Regions from separate parts of the Mus musculus genome. Here region 2 is linked to region 1. A link is a contact called in public targeted proximity ligation data. All regions are on one chromosome and are shown on one strand. The core of a region is the stretch at or near the end of the contact, and the rest is flanking DNA. Distances in the headings are between cores, read along the strand shown. Region 1 overlaps Glis3 (GLIS family zinc finger 3). Region 2 overlaps Glis3 (GLIS family zinc finger 3).

What was found.
Region 2: a targeted proximity ligation map of the NIH/3T3 cell line shows a contact between it and region 1, with 5 read pairs. A contact is called at or near these places in 3 of 484 Hi-C or Micro-C datasets (adipose-derived mesenchymal stem cells, forebrain and ventricular fibroblasts) and 2 of 130 datasets of targeted methods (the NIH/3T3 cell line and pancreatic cancer cells).

The regions. Positions count from the first base shown.
Region 1 is chr19:28,281,655-28,286,215 of GRCm38.p6, reverse strand. Glis3 (GLIS family zinc finger 3) reads left to right here. Exons shown (of 11, transcript NM_175459.6): 9 at 2,389-2,564. Among named protein-coding and RNA genes, the nearest start is that of Gm35866, 80 kb to the left of the region's middle.
Region 2 is chr19:28,555,349-28,559,909 of GRCm38.p6, reverse strand. The region is part of intron 2 of Glis3 (GLIS family zinc finger 3); the gene reads left to right. Among named protein-coding and RNA genes, the nearest start is that of D930032P07Rik, 120 kb to the left of the region's middle.

The DNA.
Region 1 (4,561 bases), core at 521-3,020:
TTTGGAATGAGCACATACAGAATCTATATCTTGAGTAATATAATTTATGCTATAGATGACAAAATATTTTAGTAAGTTATACTCTTGGATCTGTGTAGTCTCCATTTCCTAGTTAGTGATCTAATTAGTGTTGACCACACCGGTGCAAGTGATAAAAGCAGTAGAGCTTCACTCTGACGAAAGAACCTTGGACTCTCTTTGTATTCTTCATCTGTCACCATTTCCACTCCTTAACTAATCCGTCTCGTGTGAGTCAGGTGTATCATGTGGTTTGGGGTATGTTATGTCCTCAGATTGTACTGGGGTCCCTAGATAGTCCCAACTTGTCTGCCCTGCCCTGCCCCCATCATTTTGTTGAAGATAGTAGAAGTACCAGAAGGAAAGACCAGAGGACCTACTAGCTCGTTGTGTCTTCTTGAAGTGAAACAAGAGAGCCAGAGGGTCTTAATTACTTTGTCTCCCAAAATATCAGTGTGATTGTGGGATAATGATGTAGGTCACCTTGCTGTTCAAATCCCTTCTCCCTCCAACCTGGAGGACCATAAGGACAGAGCCTTCTAGGGTTGGGTGCCAGTGTGGACTCCCATCTCTCCCAACTCGATGACTTCACAATTTCTCATTCCTCTCCCACAAGCTCAGAGCTACTGTGGAGACACAATAAGGACATGTCCCCCAGAAAATCGCCTCCATATGGGGAATCCTGGCTCATGTGTTTTACTAGATGTTCTCAGGGAAGTGCCAGGATTTGTTTGCTGTGCTTTCTCTGTGGGCCACTCAGCATCGCCTTTCAGGATAATCCCAGTTCAGAGGATGTGCTTAGAAAAGTGCGTATTTAACCAGCACAGGACACGCAGCTGCTGCCCTCCGAAGTTCCATAGAATAAAAATCTAAGTGGCCAGTCGATAGCATCCAATCACATCAGGTTTGCTGAGATACTCTGACCTGTTGGCTTTGAGTCCCCATCTTCCTCTTAGTTCCCGTGCAGCTCCTTATACTTCACAAGTGAAATGCAAAGTGAACATGGCATTTTCTCCCATCCTCTCGTACTCCCTTAACATAAATGTTGAAGCTCTTCTTTATAAGATACATTGCTTCAGGGCCTTTAGAATTAACTTTGTAAATGTGTCCAATGCACCTTCCCCTTTTCTCAGCTGTGTCCTTACACGAGAGACCAGCCTTGTGGAGTCAGTTGTCCCTATAAAATAAGTTATGCCACCGTTGATAACCTAGTACAAAATGAAGCTTTCCTTCTGCACGGGATAAACAGGAACTAACTAAATGTGTTCATGTTGATGAACTTCAGAGAGGTTGCATACTTCATTGCTAGTATGCTTTTATGCAGAATTACTTTGCTGTTTATTCTCAAGGTATTGAAAGACCCTCCCTTCTTTCTCTACCGTGGGTATCACTGTCCCACGCTGAACCAACAAATTAAACATCCTGTTTGTTTCTGTATGGACATCCCCACCTGCAAGGCTGTTTGTTCTCTCAAGTCTACTGTCCTTCACCAGTGTTAGACAGTAAATGCCATTCTAAATCTCATGACTCAGAACCTGCTAGTCTTCCCTCACAACAAGAAAATGAATATACAGTTGCCCAGGGTTCCTTGGTGATTTCTCTTTGTTTAAATACCAGTATATCTCCTTTCAAAAACCAGTACTCTGAGGTTGCGGCTGGGGATAGCACTCAATAGTGGAGTGCTTGCCTAGTGTATGCAAGGCGTTGTGTTCAACAAAAAAAACCAAAGACCCAACAATCTTGGGATTGTTACACATTACTACAAAAATGCCACAGTGCATTCCCTCTACGCCATCAGGAATGCTCTTTGCCCAGCACAGAACCCAAGCCGACCTCTCAGGTTCTGTGTTTCAAGGCACATTTGACCTTTGGGGTTTGAGTTATTTTACTCTTGGCAAGACAGAATGTATTGTTTAAGGAGACTCTGGTTAGAGGGGGGTCATAATAAAGGACCCGTAACACTTCTTGGACCTCAGATGTGCCTTACAAAACAAAATGTTTATGAGCTAAGTGTAAATGAGTCAGAAACATATGAATCGAATTTCCCCTAAAATGTGAACGGGTTTTAAAATTAGCAGGAAAAGGGCCTGGCAAAAGATGTGCTTTGAATTTCATAAAACCCAGAGGATTTGAAATGCAGTTTAAGAAGCTTGACAAACCCAAACTGTGACTAAGGTTTGCTTTGTTGGTGTCTTTCCCCTCCTCACCCCACCCCCCATGTGTCAGAGAAGCACTCAGTGGTTGGACAGGAGAGGGGAGGGTTATGAAGGGTTTTGAAAGAGCATAGTGTCATAGTTGTATAGGGCCAGAACGGGGACTTAGAAGGCTTTGAAGAGTTGGTCATGCTGCCTGTTGTCATCGTTTTCCCAGGTTTGCACCTCCGACTCCATCTCCTCACCACATCAGCCCGGGAAGAGTTCCAGCTCCTCCGTCACTGCTCCAGAGAGCACAGGCTCCCCACTCCCAGCAGCCACCAGGCTCACTCCTGAAGCCCTACCAGCCAGAAACCAACTCTTCTTTTCAGCCAAATGGTATCCATGTCCACGGTAAGCAGGAGCTGGTGGTCCTTGGAGTTTAGAAAGGCAGTGTTTTGCTGTTGCCTTTAGCCAGGTGGCCTAAGGACCAGATGTGGGTCTCAGATGTTCTGTTTTAAATCAAACTTATGATGTAGACAGCATGAAATGCTTTAGTATTTTCCTCAGATGACCTGACCTATAGTTGCCAGCCCAAGGAAATCATTGGTGTTCCCAGTGTTGTGACACTTCAAGAGAAGTCTCTAGCAATAGCACCCTGCTCCTGAGTGATCAGGAGACTGTGCAGAAGGAAGCCCCGGGAACATCACTGTCCATGTTGGCTGGCTCCTTCCCATGAGCCAAGCCAAAGCCTTCCCTGGTTCCCCTGTGTGACACCTCCCTGGTCTCCCCCAAACTTCATGTGTCCCATCTATATATCCCATCTTGGTTTTATTTCTTTGCTAGAACTTTCTTTCATTCTCTCCATCTTGTAGCTCATTTGAGTAAAACATATCATCTTTACTAGTACAGTCTTGCTTCTGAGGCCAGAGTTGTCTGACCCGTCATCATATCTTTTAGGGAACTCGACACATTTCTTCATGTCTCAGAATGACTATGCATATTCATACAGAAAGGAAAGAACATGAGGAAAAGAGCGACCACAGTGGCTTACGTTCTGGGCCAGGCTTGTGTTCAGCAAGGACCATACTTGAGGACTGAGTCTGCCTCTGTCTCTTTTCACTAATCAAACTCCTTTTGCCAGTTCAAGCAGAAATCCTAGTGAACTTCCACAGAAAACTGCAATGCCAAGCCATAAAGACTCCAATCGCCCAATGTTTTTGTCTCCTGTTGTCAGAATTCTATGTTAGCAGAAACGATGCTGTACGTTGACTCCAGATGATTCCAGAAGTGTGTCATCTCCCTCCCCTCACTGGCACCTTATAGGTTATCACTTGGAATTAATGGATGGTGTCCCAAGACAGTGTTCATTCTGAGTGTGAAAACAGTCTCTAGATAGTATTCTCCAACAGTATTGTATTAAACTTGATCAAGAGGTTCAAAGCAGCAGGAAGGGGGCAAGAAAATGATAGTGCTCATCTGTAGCAAGGAAAGACATTGAAAAGTCAGGGTTGAGCCGGGTGTGGTGGCCCATGCCTTTAATCCCAGCACTCGGGAGACAGAGGCAGGTGGATTTCTGAGTTCGAGGCCAGCCTGGTGTACTGAGTGAGTTCCAGGACAGCCAAGGATATACAGAGAAACCGTGTTTCAACCCCTCCCCCAAAACAAAAAACAAAAAAAGAAAAGAAAAAGAAAGAAAAGTCGGGGTCACTGGCTCTGAGCCAAAGCTCCTTCCATCTCTCCCATCCCGTTTGTCCACTGTTTCCCAACAAAGCTTTAGACTTTTCAGTTCAGTGGTAATTTCTACCTTCCTCTTACAAACATCTTCTCGCACATCATTACATCAGGAAATGGTTTTTTAAGTGCCTGTTACAGGTGCACAGGGTACAGTCTATAAAAACAGAAAACGGAGTTCTCTTCCTGGGCAGTCTCTCTGATGAGGGCAGGCCCAAGGCTGTGTTCTGGGAAGCGACCAGCACCCGTCTGGGAGGGAGGTTTGGCAGCAGGGCCATGGCTCTGTCGAAGTCAGGGTAGTCAAGAGTAGGTCACCTCCATGAAACACTGTTTTAATGTCTGACTTTTAATGTGGCTGAAACCTGGGCATATTTCTCAGTCCGTGACATCCCGTAGTGGTACCAATCTCCTTCTGGTACCTTATAGACTAACAGAGCACTTCACAGTCGGCCATGTCATATGTCCAGTCAAATGTAGTATATCCTGCTTTGCTTACAGCTATGAAATTTTTTTTTTAAATTCTTTAAAACATTACAACTTAACCTATGTGTAACAAACTAACCAGAAAGAAGTGTAGCCAAAATGCTGAGTGTTTTTAATTGGGCTTCATTTGCCTCCCTGAGCCCTGTTCTGTAACAGAACTTTCTTTACAAGAGGGTTGTGAAGGAGGCCAGTGT
Region 2 (4,561 bases), core at 875-3,374, 270 kb before region 1:
ATTATTAATATTAATTATTGATGAAAACGGTTTTGAGTTACATGCCACACATTGTTTAGGAATGAATTATCGCACGTCTTATCTGGAACTAGAGTAGGTATTAAACTCTTTCACGTAATCCATATTTATTTATTTAATAAGATTTTTCTCCCCCTCTTTCAGTGCTAAAGACAGAAATGTTGGCGTTGCTGGTGTAATGAGTCTGTGTGCATTTCCCCATCAGCTTTGGGTGGCGTCTAACACTAAGTAACCCGCTAGGAACTGAGTTAGACAACGAATGGCAACAATGTAGACAACTCTGAAGAACCAGTACAAAGTAGCCTTGTGATACAAGACCCTGGTAATCCCGGGGCCTGGGAAGCAGCATTGCTACATTGCTTAAGCACTCATTTGTTTACCTTCAGGCAGGTGCTCTGGTCATCTCCGTCTCAGAAGGGCTCTCACTTAAGGCTTCTGTTTTGTAGGGTGTCATTTAGGTGCAGGCGTATTCGGTTCCGATTCAGATGAGTACAGCAGGTGATTGAAGATCCCTCTGGAATCAGACCAGAGCTGCCTAATGCTCCAGTGAGAGAGGAGACGGGGGAAGAGGGAGAAAGAGGAGAAGGGAGGAGGGGAGGAAAGGTTAGAAATTGAGAGAGATAGAATTTGGAGGTCTCTGGCTGGCTGGCTGGCTGGCTAGAAACTGATGTGACTTGAGAACTTGGTTCTGCTGGGAGTCAGGCTGTAAAAGGCAGTGTTGATGTTGCTTAGGCACTTGGGCTCTTTGGATGCTATTAGGTTCACTTAAGCCCAGTTCTTAAAGAGCTGAGATGTTAGAGCTCCCCTGGGCTTGCTTTCTTTTTCACTTTAGATTGTCTCGTGGCTGTATATTGTCTCTCTGATCTATCATAGCAGTGTGTACAAGTACTTAGTCATGGCACAGGCAGGCAAAAGAACTGAATCACCTCTAAGATTATGTTCTCGTTTGCCAGGCTAGCCTTCCTGGTTGGTGAGTTTTCCCACTTGGGAAAGCGGCAGCAGTGGCTCTAAGGGAGAGTTAAGTAGCAAACTGGCTTGGATGAGGTCTTTCTGTCATCTGAAAGGTTTGGCCACTGTCCGGCTCTGTATCGGGAGGTGTGGTCAACAAGTAGTTGATGGACTGTTTCGCATCACAGATTCTCTAGGAGGCCTGGGAAATTCTGCCTGAGCTATGTGGAGGTTTTACGCAGATAAACTTTGCTTTCGATGGGCTCACTTGGTCTGGGGACAAAAACTCTGCTGCTGTGGAAAGGGGGTCGGGGGACAAAAATAAAAGAGCGGTCCTTTTCCACAGTTACTGCCAGCTCTTGGTTTCTCCAGAGAGGATTCCTGGTAGAGACAGTTATAAAGAATAAATCATGCTTGTAAATGAACTCTGTGTTCTTGCTCGCGTATTTCCCATAATTCTAAAGAAATATAATACAGGTAAGTGTTTTGTGTTCTCACTGTGATTTATATTTACAAGAAGTGAAAAAAGAATGAGATTAAAAACTGGAGGAAAAGCTTTTACTTATCAGTGGCTTAGGCTTTTATATCTCCCAAATTCTCAAATTCTAGTCTCTATAAAATCATCTAGTTTCTTGCCCCTAGCTATGGTTGGTATTTCCAGTCTTTTTTTTTTTTTTAACCCAGAGACCTTTGAATTATTTTTATTCATAAGTGAAAAATGTATTACAGCTTTATTTCCTTTTATTAATAGTTCCTTCTTGCCCTCAACAACTCTCTGACTTTTTGGCATGCGGAGAGCAATGAGCTCATGCTTAATCATGTATAAACAACCGTCTAATTATATGGTTTTGAATTTTCATCTGACCAACTAAACAGAAATGACACAGAGACAAGAAACCTGACAGCCCCCCCCCCCCCCGTCTTGGATACCTGGCCTCTCTCTGCCTCCCTCTCTTTCTCCATGTGTGTAGGAGCATGCATGTTTCAACTTATCAAAAAAAAAAAATCAGCTCACATTTGCCAAGTTTCTGAGGTAAAATTGTTCTTTTCAAGGCTACGTGTCAAAAAACAAGTCTGTCAGGCTGAATTATACGTCTTCTTTTCCTACTTCTTTCAAACTCCATTCTTCTCTCCTCTGGATGGAGGTGTTACTAACATTCCTCTGACTGCTGGTGTCAGGTGACAGAACACCACTCAGGCCAGATTTCCCAATCTTCCCTGTGCCTTTACTTCCCAGGCCCTACAGAAATCATCCCAGTTCTCCCTCCCTCCCTCCCTTCCTCCTTCCCTTAAATCCTCTTGACACAATTGGTTTTTTGTTGTTGTTTGTTTGTTTGTTTAATAAAATAAGATGGTGGGAAAATTTTATGAAACAGAAGTGATCTCTCTGTTTAAATGGAAAGGGGAAGTCGTTGGCCATTTCTTTTGCTTTCTCATCACTAGATACTAGAATTCTGAACACAGAGCAAAACCTCTTGGATATTTTAACAATTCCAGCATAGATTGTTCGGTGTGCTTGATAGCAGAAGGAAGGAAATGATGGGCTCTCAATGAAAGAAAGGTCCCAGAGGACCTTCCGATATGTGGAATGTGGAGTAGTGAGACTCAAGAAGGGATTGGGGTGGGACAAGGAAATACAAAACACTAGAAAGTTTCATTTCTTGCAAGCTGATTAAATTTAGATCCACCATTTGCTGTTGGCAGTATGGTGATACAGTGTATACTTGGCATTTATCACGAGGCTAGATTAAATTTGTAGCACACAGACATAGGTAACCATGTGATACGAGGGATGTGTAAACTACTTCATAATGATTATTTCACTAAACACACACACCCCTGTATTTGACTACTACAGGCTGCACTTTATGTACCATAAAACTTAGATATTCTAATGCTCATCTTTGTGTATGTGTGTACTTTGAAGATAGGATTTTACTGCGTAACCTAGGCTGCCCGGGAATTAGCTAGGCTCAAACTAGTGGTGCTCGGGTCCTTTTCAGCCACTGGAATTGCAAGGATATGTCACCGCACCCAGCAGATTCCACCTTCTGTACTTCAAACTGTCAGTTATACTTTATTGAAGGTAGATATCAAGGAAGAAGTGCTTTCCTTTTTTTTAGTTTTGTTCTTAGTATTTTCCAAGAGGAGTATTTCCAAAGCAAGTTTGGCTGCTGTCATACCAGTGAAGAAGTGAGGGGAGATCCTTGTGAAAGTTGGCCAAAGCAACAGATTTCCTCATTAGCCCTTTAGCCTTAAAACATAATTGGATTTCTTAGATTTTTTTCTGAAACACACATATCTGTAAATGGTAAAATTTCATACACGTAGGTGATTTAGTTTGGAAGCACAGAGACCCCAGCTTGAGAACTTACAGTTCGCAAGGTCCTGCAGAGGTTAATGTGGACGGTTGAAGGACCGTTGAGTAGTTAAATGCTGCCTGGTAGTACCCTCCCATCGTCCTGCCCACCAGTGGGAGCTATTCTAACTCAGCCACCATAAGGTAATAATTGATTACAAAGTGTGAATTTCTTTCAGTATCCTCCATCCTTTCCTGTTACAAGAAAAATCAAAGTGAGGTGTTTCCCTGTAGCTATTTTTGTCTTATTATGGAACATTTAAGAAGGAAATGTCCTGCTTATCAACTGCCTCACCTGCCGCAGGGAGACAAAGAGGTACTGCATGTATCAAATTCAGAACTCTATGTACACGATCTTCTGAGAGATGGAAGCATCTTATTTTCTTGTTATTTACTGAAGGACATAAAGTCTTAAATGTCTTCAACTGCATTATTTGTTCTTTTCTGAGAAGTCATACATTATTAATGACGTAAGAAGGCCACTTAGCATCCCCTTCTTACTCACCTTGGTTTCCAGCTTTGGTATTCAAATTCAGATAACTAACTAACACTCCTTTTTAAATAAGTATTCTCCCCCCATAATCTAATGGCATAAAAATGTATTAGCTCGGCTGTATCCACAACATTGCTTTTATATGCTGTGTGTGTGTGTGTGTGTGTGTGTGTGTGTACCCTCATGAATGTTGGGCAGTACTTGCATGCACTGCCCATGGAGGCCAGAAGACAGCACTGGATATCCTGGACTGGAGTATACAGTTACACACAATCGTGAGCTGCCTTGTGGGTGCTGGGAATTGAAACAGGGTCTGCTGGGAGAGGAACTAGTGCTTTTAACTGCTGAGTCATCTCTCTAGCTGGTGAGCTTTTATTGGGGGAGGGGTATGTGTTCACGAGGCTGTGTGCACATGTGCCTATGAAGGTCAGAGCTCAATATCCATCCTTAATAGCTTTCTGCCTTATATTTTTGAGTCTTACATTGAGCCTGGAATTCACGGATTTGACTAGACTAGTTTGACTAGCAAACCCCAGGAATCCTCCTGCCTCCTGAGCTCCAGCAATGAAGTTACAGTATGTACCACTCTGCAGGCTTTTGTGTGACTGCTGGGCATCAACTCTGTTCTTAATGCTTGCAAAGCAAGTTGCTTTACCAGTGAAGCTGTCTCTCCAGACCCTGCTTTTGTGTTTGCCTAGAAGGAATTTCTGATGGCACAGCGCTCTTCCCTCCTATTCCAGCCA